Regions from separate parts of the Mus musculus genome. Here regions 1 and 3 are each linked to region 2. The links are chromatin contacts, called in public Hi-C maps. All regions are on one chromosome and are shown on one strand. The core of a region is the stretch at or near the end of the contact, and the rest is flanking DNA. Distances in the headings are between cores, read along the strand shown.

Region 1 (3,202 bases), core at 388-2,887, 110 kb after region 2:
TGTCTGTTGCCTCTGCAATTCCCACATCCCTTCTTGTGTCTTAATGCCCCAAATTTGGACCTGCATGGAGTTTCCAAGGATGACTACCTCTGTGGCTGTAGAGGTGAATCAAGTAATCTATATTTCTAGTTTGGTATCTGTTGTTGTCATAAATACCACAACCAAAAGCAACTTAGGGAAGAAAGGGCTTATTTGGTTTAAATGTCATGATCATAGTCCATCATTGACAGAGCAAGGGCAGAAACTCAAGTAGGAGGTGAGGTAAAAGTCATGAGGAAAGCTGCTTACTGACTGATTTTCATGGTTTGCTCAGCCTGCTGAGTTATACAACCCAGAGTCACCTGCCCAGAGGTGGCAACACCCAGTGGGCTTGTTCTTCCCACATCAATTATCAATCAATAAAATGTTCCACAGATATGCCTAGAAGCCAATCTGATGGAGGGAATTATCAACTGATGTTCACTCTTCTCAGCTGACTCTTGTTTGTGTCAAGTTGACAAAGAGTAACCAGTAATGAAGTTCACTGTCTGCTATCCATAGCAGTTGCTCCAGTGACTATATCTAGGATGAACCAGAGATTGCTCTGTTCAACTTGTTATATGCTAGGAAACAGTGCTAGGTGAGAGGCTTTCTGAATTGAGTGGAGGCATTGGCTGCCTTGTCCTGTCATAATTCTTCCAGGATGTCTGTGCAAAAATCAGCGGAGGAAAAAAAGAAAAACTATTTTTCCTGTTTTATTTTATTTTTAAAAATTTTATTACACAATTTTGTACACAGTATATTTTGAGCATATTCTTTCAACTTCTTCAACTTCTTCAGAATTTTCCCTACCTCCCTACCCATCCAACTCCATACACCATCACATCCAGTTTTAGGTAGTACTGAGAATCAAACCCAGGGCCTTTTGGATGCTAGGTAAGCACTCTAAGAGCTACACTCTCAGCCCTAAACCATACAAAGTATTTTAACATGAACCAGAAAAAAGTTAAACTACATTTTTTGTTGAGTATAAATCTCAAGATGAGAATAAAATAAAATTATATTTAAGAACAAGTTTATAAAAGTAAAGATTGGAATATAATGTGGTAATAGATTTACAGAAACATTATTCATTCATTCAACAAACTAGCTATGCTAATAATATGCCAGACTCTAGGTTATAAGGATCAATAACTCACAGCACAGCCTGGTCTGATTTAGAAACAGATTAAGGAAACGTACAATGAATCTCCACCAACATACACTTCACACAGTCATCTCCCAAGGCCTTCTTTGAAGTCCCCTGGCATGGACTGGGAGCCATCACTTCTATTGTGTGCATGTCAGTTTAATATTATTTTGGCTATTTCTTTTTCTACCTTTCAGTTGAGTTTAAATAATCAGGAGATTATTTAAAGACTTCTTTACCTAATAGCCCTTAAGACAAAAATAGTCTCCCTTGGGAGTGACGGTCAGTCCATGCTCAACACAAGTTATGAAAGATTCAGGTTCTCCAGGTGAGGGGTTTGCTTCCTGTAGCACAGCTTGTCCCAGATGGAGTTACCCAGCCTCCTCTGAATCACTACTGGGTATAAGGAAACACCACATAAAGTGCCAGCCTGTGCTGTCGCTGTGACTAGTGAATTGTGCAAATCCGAGTCAGCAGTCTTATGCCTTCAGCCAACACCCCTGAACACAGGCAGGTTAGCCGGTCAGCCATCACTAAGTAGTAAGATTTCAGAGTCTTCAGTTCTCATTTACTGGAATACTGCCATAGGAACCCCTGGCAGCCACCTGGAATTAGAAAACAAGTTGGTCTAAAATGAAGTCAACACAGCATCAAAGCAAAATGATGAAAAGTTCATGATATTTTCAGGATTTCAGACATATGAGCCAGTACATCTTCTTGCTGATTAAGTAGCTGAGAATGCTGAAATCAAAGGTATTTTTGATAGTTCTTGTGGAATCAAAATTTTTAGATCAAAAATATATGTGGCTTAAACACAGCTCAAGCTAACTTTGGACTAATCACATGTTCCTCTGGCTGAATATCAATGCAACAGGACTGTGGATTTAAAGGTCATTGGCTAAGCTGAGTGTTTGGCAGAAGGAGTGCGTAAACAAGGTCACGTTCTGTAGCAGCACACACAAAGGGAAGTTAGTAAAACCTTCTGGGTTTCTAGGGTGTAAAAAGACAGCTGTCGACATATCTGGGAAATAGGCTTTGTTATCTGGTTTTCAGTTGTCTCACAGACCTGACAGAAGGATTAATAATAATAATAATAATAATAATAATAATAATAATAATAATTTATTTACAGATCCAAGAATTCCTAGGCTCAGCAAAAGAACTGTGTGGTGACTGGAGGATGAGACCTTTAAACTCTAGAGTGGGAGAACAGTTTGGAGATTGTGTTTAACCACAACGGTTGAATGAATCACTATTATTTAGTAAGACCTCAGTAAAAAGGGACAGAGTGCAGTTTCCAGAGTTTTTGAGTTGCAAATCCAATGAAGCAATGTGGAGAGTGACATACTGGGAGGCCATGGAAATTCCTGGTCCTTCCTCAGCATCTTGGCTTTTGCATTTCTTACATCCAGCTGCTGCAGGGTTGCTTCCTTTATAATGAACTGGAGAACCAAAGTGAAGTGCATGTGAGAGTTCTCAGCCACACAGTGTTGTTGGGGTGAGAGGACAGGAGTGTGGAAATCCTACATGTAAGCCAGCTGGCGCTGCATGCAAGTTACAACCTGGAATGTGATTGGTGTCTGAAGTCTTATGGGACTTTATTCCTTAGGTTTATACTAACTCTGGGTTGCACCCTTTTGAAATGAGCTCAATTCAGGCCACCTATTTGATATATCTAGCAAGGCTTATTCAGTGCACCAGCTGTTAGGTACACACACATATCCCTGGCTCTGAAGTGTGTTCTCATTTGAAGGATTATTTGCTGGGTCTTGCCTTTCGCCACTGAACTCCTTTTTTTTTTTTTTTTTTTTTTTCTCAAAATGCTGCACACTCCAGATGCCCCCGAAGTGTGTCCTGTCCCCAGCTTTCCTGTGAGGAGCGGGTGCGGCCACGACCCCAGGATGGCGCCTGGGACGGCTGCCAGGTCTTATGACCTGTGCCTGACTTCCTCATTACCTCTGACTTAGCCACATCCCAGGCACCTGCACTGTGCAGACGCCATGCCTTGTCAACTCGCCTGAGGTGTGTCACTTG
Region 2 (3,254 bases), core at 621-3,120:
TCCCTGTAGATTTTAAAGTTGTAGAAGGTCAACAACAAATGCAAATATAATGGGGAAAAAAAGAGAATAGTCACAGCAATTCACCAACACAAGTCTCATGCCCAAGCCAGCCTGTAAGGTGTATTTTTCTAACCTTGTGGAAAACATCCTGCCCAGCCTTCTAAATAAAATGCTGCTTCCTTTACACTTTTATTCTCTGCAGACAAATTCTTTCCTGGAATGATTTCTATGAAGCTCTACATCAGCTTCTAACCACTCTGAAGAGCTTGTTCAGGGTTATTTTAAGTTATGTGTGTTGAGAGAGAAATTTACATTTGTGATTAACCAAGAGAAATAATCAAACTGAGTCTATTTCAGGGGAGGAGCAAGGAAGAGACAGTAGCTCATTTGAATTCTGGATTCAGACTCTTCTTTTTATTTAAAAGCTATATAATAGCCCATACCACTGAACTCAAATACGGTATTTATTTATCTGGGCTTTTGCTTTTATTTGGGCAACAGTGATCTCTCTAAGACTCTTAAGGTTAGAGAAGCTAGATTGTTGCCAATTTATAGATTAAAAAGACATATGCTTATTTCAAAGTGGTCAAAAATAAATGTCAAACCAATAGATATCCTGAAATAGACTAGTTAAATTTCACATGAAGCAAGTCAACCATGCCCTCTTTTGTTCTCTGAATATTTTGAGTTGGAATGATCTGAGAAAATTTCAGATCTGCTGCCTAATTATATGAAAACAACCAAAACAGGTTTCTTAGATTATAGGGGGAAAACATGAAAATTAAGCGGTCTGTTCTCACAGAGCTCCCTAGGTCAGGACAATAAGTAGGATAGCCTTTCACCCTGTGGGCTCTTCCCATGGACTTTTGATGATTAGATGAGAACTGAGGAGTGGGCAAGGATTGGGACAGGGCATACCCACACAAGCAGGGCTGCTTTTCCTAGTTGTGACTCTGTTAAGTCATTATGGGCATTCGGCTGCCTTACTAAAGCCAGGAGCCCATTTCTCTCTATGGCCTTCAGGCACACACTAGAACAGTGACACAGATTTGAGTGTAGACAGAGGGATAGAGGAGGCAGCTTGAACCCTCCCTTGATATAGTTGAGAGAAAGCTCACTTCTTCAGATATCAGAGTAAATTTCTGATGTCTTCATCAGAAGGCTCTAGAAAAGAACAAGCTAAAACCATGTCAGAGGTCTTCAGCAAAGAACTGCTTTCAATCAATGTTCCCAATGATGTGTTAACCAGATTTTTAAAAAAATGTATACATTAAAAGATAGAAGAGAAGCAAAGAAGAATATCTTTCTTAAAAACTTGGAATGTATACTTCAGGAAGTGAATAATGTAGTGGAGTGTGGCTGGTGGGTAGCAGGGGCTAGCTAAGGCATGAGGGTAGTGGGTGAGATGGTGGGTGGCTGATTTTCTGGAGTGTACCACAATCAGGGCAGCACTCTTGGTGGCTTAAAAATATACTGCAAGGTGACACCAGGACAAAGAGCCTGCATATTTTCCTTTCTTGTATTGCAACTACCCTTGGCAACACTAAACAGCATGTTCCTATGCCTGGTAAGGGATTTTGTCTTTTTAAAAATTATTATTAATAGAAACCCAGTTTCTTCTGCATGCATGGCTCATACTCCGATCTGCACAGGCATGTGGTCACAAACCTTGTATATACTTATTCATATATGCTTTTGCAATGCAAAACCCAGATTGCAGATGATCACCTACCTTCCCAGGTCTTCTCATCGCACAATGCTGTCAGGTCCAACTGGGGCATATCTGGGACAAAGCTCTCCTGCTGATCTTCACCATCTTGATTCCTCTGCTGTTTGGTGTCAGATAGACTGGGATGCTCCTGAATCTTCATCGTGGGGTTCTGAAAAAAACAGCACAGTGTGCCCTAATAGCTACTGTTCACCAAAATGCAAAAACATTTGCATCAATCCACGCCTTCTAAATGCAACCTCCCAAGCCACAGCTGCTAACATTTCCACTGCAGAAATAAAAAACAGGGCTTGATGCCCCCTGGGCACTATCTGGCTACTCTCATGCAAATAGCCACTGTCCATCTGCCAGCCTTTAACTTTTCTTCTTGGAGGGGAGAGGCAAGATGATTTCCTTAGGCTGCTCCTCCAGATAACTCCAAGCAGCTGACAGGTCTTGAGTGATTACTGACTAAGACCGGAAAGAAGGAGAAGGAGTTTATGTTTCTTAAAGGAGCATGGCCCATCGGACGGTAAACAACAACAAAAAGCTGGCCACGGTTGCTAAGGCTGTGGCAGCAACATGGTGTGTCTGGCAAGCGGTGGCTTTGCCGCTTAGGTAAACATTCCTGCAAGGGAAAGGGAGAAGCTGGGGCCACCACAGTCTTCTGAGCCTTCAGGCTTAGATCGATTAAATGGGGCTGTTTTCTCTAGAGTGTGGGGAGAACAGACTATTTATGGAGGCGCTCTCTGGGTATTAAAACATTGTTGCGCAAATTCAAATGGCTGGGGTTTGGTGTTTCATCTCAGCTAGCTGTGAGAAACAGACCCTGAAAACAAGCCAGGGATACAGGGAGAATGATCTTCCCTCCGAGTAAAAGTAAGAGCTGGCAAGTTGGGGATGTGTAATTTTATCCTAAAAATACGCAGTTGTCATTGTTTTTCTATTTATTCAGTTAACCTTGAATACTAAAGCTGCATTTGGCTCTGCCATTGGTGGTACTCACACCTGGCTAGGAAATGATGGAAGGGAAAAACCTTCCCTAAAATGCAGATATTTAAGCTAAGTTCTTTTGTGTATGTGTGTGTGTTTAAAATGGCAGTTAAATGAATTCTTTTGCAACAAAATTGTCTTTGTAACTTGTTCTCTTGGCATATTGTAATTTAAGCTGTTATAGCTCTTCTAGCGTTCAGGAAATCATAAATGACTGTGCTTAAATATTTTTACTAGAAAATGTACTTTTCATGTAGCATAGATCTGTACAAAATATTTTCTCTGGGGGTAAATGAACATTTATTTTTAGTTATCCTATCATTAATTAGAAAAAAAAAAACCAACAAAAACATCTGGAAACCATAAGTGAATTCACTAATGTAGGAGATGTTATACTTAAAATAAAGAGCTATTTAAGCCTTCCATCTCCTTTTAGTAGCTGTCTGACCCACTTTGAGATCACCCAGGGAATTCCTGGTGCTTTTGTGCTATTCTGTTTCTCTTGAGTGAAGCATGAAGACTGGCAGTTCTTAACATGGTGAACAAAACAATA
Region 3 (3,507 bases), core at 1,005-3,504, 84 kb before region 2:
ACTCACGGAATTGGAAAAAAAGATGGTGGAGCAGAGCTTCGTGCCTCAGAGAACCACCAATCTATACCCTTCACTGTTGCATCTCAGCCAGCTGCAAGCACAAAGATTGTGTCTGACAAGCAAAGAGCCAGGAGCAGGGGTGACACCTACAACTGCGGCCTGAAGCTCCCTTAGAAACAGGTCAATCAATACAGAATAGGGCTCACCCTAGGCCTGCTGGCTAGCCCCAGCATGGAGCCACCCTGGTAGCATCTAGTGCTGCTTGTCCTGCTGGGAGATGAAAGGCACAGGCATCAGTGCTGCCCACATCTGACAAGCCTAACCCTGTCAGCTGGCACGGAGGACAGGATGGTGTGCAGCAGGCAGCCTGGAGCTCCCTTGGAAACATGCCACTACTGAATAGGGCTGCTGCCCTTGACCTCTCGGCCAGCCAGCCATCAACGCTGAGCCACTGTGACTGGAGAACCAGGTAGAGTGGTGCTGCCTGCAGCCTGTAAGCTCAACAGGAGACCTGACAGCTGGTCCCCAGCATGAAGCTGCTGCAACTGCAGCTTACACTGTTTGCCCTGTTGGAAGACAGATAGTGCAGAGCTGTGGTGCCCACATGCTACAAGTACAAAGGGCAAGCCTGGCGAGCCTGGGGCAGTCTACATCAAGGCCTTGGAGGTGTGAGGCAGCCAGGAGCTCTTGCAGAACCTAGCCACAACGTCACCCTTACTCTGGGCGACAGCAGGACATCCGAGACTCTTGGTAATGGTCCAATATTTATGGTGCTTCAGGAACCTTAAACCAGACCTCATTGTGATGAATATTAGCATGTAGATCTGTACACCATGTGACACTGTACAGTTTCCAGGGCTACTACCATCAACAGTTATACGAGGGAGAGGTAGGAAAGACTGAGGAGCGGAGAAGCAGTGACATAGAGCTAGGGACTGGGCGGTGATGTCAGGCGTGAGAGAAGGCTGCTGTGGACAGGGGTTGCAGAGTAGAGTTGACAGGGTGATGGGAAGCAGCCTGGAGTCTGCTCTTCTACAGGGACCCGGGGCGCCCAGGGAGCCCTGCTTATATGCACCCCAGCACAGGAGAAGGCTCCGTGGCCACGTGGGATTGGTCAGTCTGCAGGCACCCAATTTGCATGCACTCACAAGGGAGGGGTTGGCGCCAAATTCGAATTGACACCTGCGCAGTGGTGGTGTTTATGACAACGGCAACCGGAAACCGGCGCCATCTTGGAGTTGGCTTCCCACACTGGAGCTTGTGCAGACTCAGCCCCAAACATACTACTCAGCCACATGATTGCCCTGGTTCTGAGAAGCAACAGAATGCCGGAGATGAAAATCAGTTCTTTTCATGAGTGGACTGCCTCAAAGAGCTCTATCGCCCATGCTTCCCCTGGAGCCCATTTCCTTAGTCTGCTACCACAGGCCCTGTTGAGGCCTGAGGTTCATGTGGATTGTTCGTGACTGGGCTGCCACTAGAGGCCGGGTAGATGTCTATAGTCTGTTAGACTACAGGAAGCCATGTTGGTGTCCATGGTCTCCAGATTGGCACTAGAGGCTATGTCGATGTGAGTGGCCTGTGCAACCACCTGAGGCCATTCTGAAGTCCCTAGTTCATGTGGTTGCCAGAAACTTTGTAAAAGTCCATGATCTGTGTTCCTGCTGACTGTAAAAGGCAAGGAAGCTACTATTTCCGTGGTATCACTGACTACAGACTCACAGTTGAGAAAGCTTCTGTGACGCCTCCTCCCCGTGAAAACCACAGCAGCCTAGATAGAAAGCCATCAAAGAGAACTGTTAAAACATTGTGATAAGGATGCTGAAGTGTAGTTCTCCATAATGGCTTCTGGCAGGAGTGTGGTTAGGGAAGGACTCAGTTTTCTTTAAGGTGCCGGCTACTGTAATGTGACCATACTCCACTGAGTATATAGACAACATACATTGGACTTGGTTTTTATATTATTTTTTCTTCTTTTGTAGAAGGAGGTCACAACAGTGGGGAGGAGGCAGACCTGGGAGGATCAGGGTTCACGATGTGAAATTCCCAAATAAACAAGAAAAAAAATACTATATTGAAAAAATAAAAAAGGAAAGGAAGAAGATGAGATGGAAGAGGGAAAGCCAGTAGTGGTTTATCTTATTTGTTAATAATGTGCCACAGTCTTTATTTGAAAACTGAAAGGCGTACAGAGTGAATATCTTTGTAGGCTCTGTAGAGGGCAGTGCGAGTGAGACATTCAGTGGTTTGCACAAGCCTTCAGAGACAGAAATCTGAGAAATCTTGACATCTTACTGGTGCATCAGAGGAGATGCACACATGGGGAGTATTTGTCTTTAGATGTCAATACTGGGCACATGCAAGGAAGAGAAGGTGGAGCCAGAACAGAGGTAGCTCTATTTTAGTATCAGGGTTTATATGTCTATGTACAGAGCCTCCTGGTCAGCATATCTAGGAAGTATTGATTTCATATTTAAGAAAGGATGTTTCTGATTCTTCAGCTCTGAACTTTACTTATCTATGGTTCCTGTTTCATATAGTTTGAAAAATGAATTTATGCCATAGGTACAACTCTGTTGCAGGCAGAGACCTTGAAGTTCATTGTTACCATAGAACCTTAAGTTTGTGAGACCCATTTCTGGGAAATGGATAACCCAGGATAAGCAGCCTTATAAGATGTGATCAATTCAATACTTACATTCAAAATATTTTGATATATTAGTATGAAAGTAAACTACACTGACCTGCATTATGTGTGCACTGACCTGCATTATATGTTCTAGACTTGGTCCCATGGACTGGAATTGTCTCTGGTGTTTCTCAGTGTAGAGAAATGTTCTAAAATCCCTCAAGGAATATAGCTCTAAAGTATCAATAGGATGAACTGTAATTATTATTGCTATTGTACGACTTCATTTAAATATGCATAAACACAAAAGGAAGTATAGTTCTTATTCATATAATATACATAAACCAAACTAAATAAGAAAACATTATGGTCAGCCAAATGCTGAGTTTCAACAGCTCAGAGTGGTGAGCTAGTGTGTCCCTGGAAGCGAATGTTCCAGCATTCTAGAGAAGGACTTTCAGCCACCAGGCGCAGGCTTCATTCTCCCACAGGCCTTCTAGAATGATTCAGCGCTTTTTCTCCCTCTGCTGTTAGATCTTATTCACGGAGCAAGCTAGTATTAGTATCCTTAGTAACTGCAGCATCTACCAAGCAACAATTTCTTTTTCTTTTCTCAGTGTTCTCACACAGTTGAATGTTTATAACCCGCCCACGCAGTCATTAACAGATAAGTGTAAATTGTGTGATTACACACAGGTAAGAAGAGATCTTTCAGAATGTTTTTATTTTGTTCAGAGAATCATTTTGAGAACACAGAACATTCTAGGAGACATTAAAGCAACAGCAGCGTAGCCCACTCAGGTCTCTTAGCATGAATTTTGCTCATTGTTTTCTTTTCAAGATGATCTTAATTGCTCATTTTTGTGTTTCTGTTAAAG

Evidence for each region. Hi-C and Micro-C count contacts between places; a contact is called where the count stands out from the background.
Region 1: a contact with region 2 is called in a Hi-C map of uterus. The contact joins the enhancer-like site here to the promoter of 8430415O14Rik in region 2. A contact is called at or near these places in 2 of 39 promoter capture datasets (embryonic stem cells and second pharyngeal arch cranial neural crest) and 4 of 484 Hi-C or Micro-C datasets (liver, olfactory sensory neurons and uterus).
Region 3: a contact with region 2 is called in a Hi-C map of olfactory sensory neurons, with 2.5 times the contacts expected there. The contact joins the enhancer-like site here to the promoter of 8430415O14Rik in region 2. A contact is called at or near these places in 3 of 484 Hi-C or Micro-C datasets (forebrain, nephron progenitors and olfactory sensory neurons) and 1 of 9 other capture datasets (adipose tissue).

Annotation. Positions count from the first base shown.
Region 1 is chr6:59,070,229-59,073,430 of GRCm38.p6, forward strand. No RefSeq gene overlaps it. Among named protein-coding and RNA genes, the nearest start is that of Gm22367, 27 kb to the right of the region's middle. Within about 2 kb of position 1,638, at least 15 of the 459 cell types and tissues checked have an H3K27ac peak or open chromatin away from gene starts, as enhancers often do. A contact at or near this core is called in liver and uterus, where this site is marked.
Region 2 is chr6:58,963,329-58,966,582 of GRCm38.p6, forward strand. It overlaps 8430415O14Rik (a long non-coding RNA gene), which reads left to right and starts at 1,871. Exons shown (of 4, transcript XR_001785268.2): 1 at 1,871-2,326. Fam13a (family with sequence similarity 13, member A) reads right to left here. Exons shown (of 18, transcript NM_153574.2): 8 at 1,733-1,880.
Region 3 is chr6:58,879,332-58,882,838 of GRCm38.p6, forward strand. All of the region lies in intron 16 of Herc3 (hect domain and RLD 3), which reads left to right. Among named protein-coding and RNA genes, the nearest start is that of Nap1l5, 26 kb to the right of the region's middle. Within about 2 kb of position 2,255, at least 48 of the 459 cell types and tissues checked have an H3K27ac peak or open chromatin away from gene starts, as enhancers often do. A contact at or near this core is called in adipose tissue and olfactory sensory neurons, where this site is marked.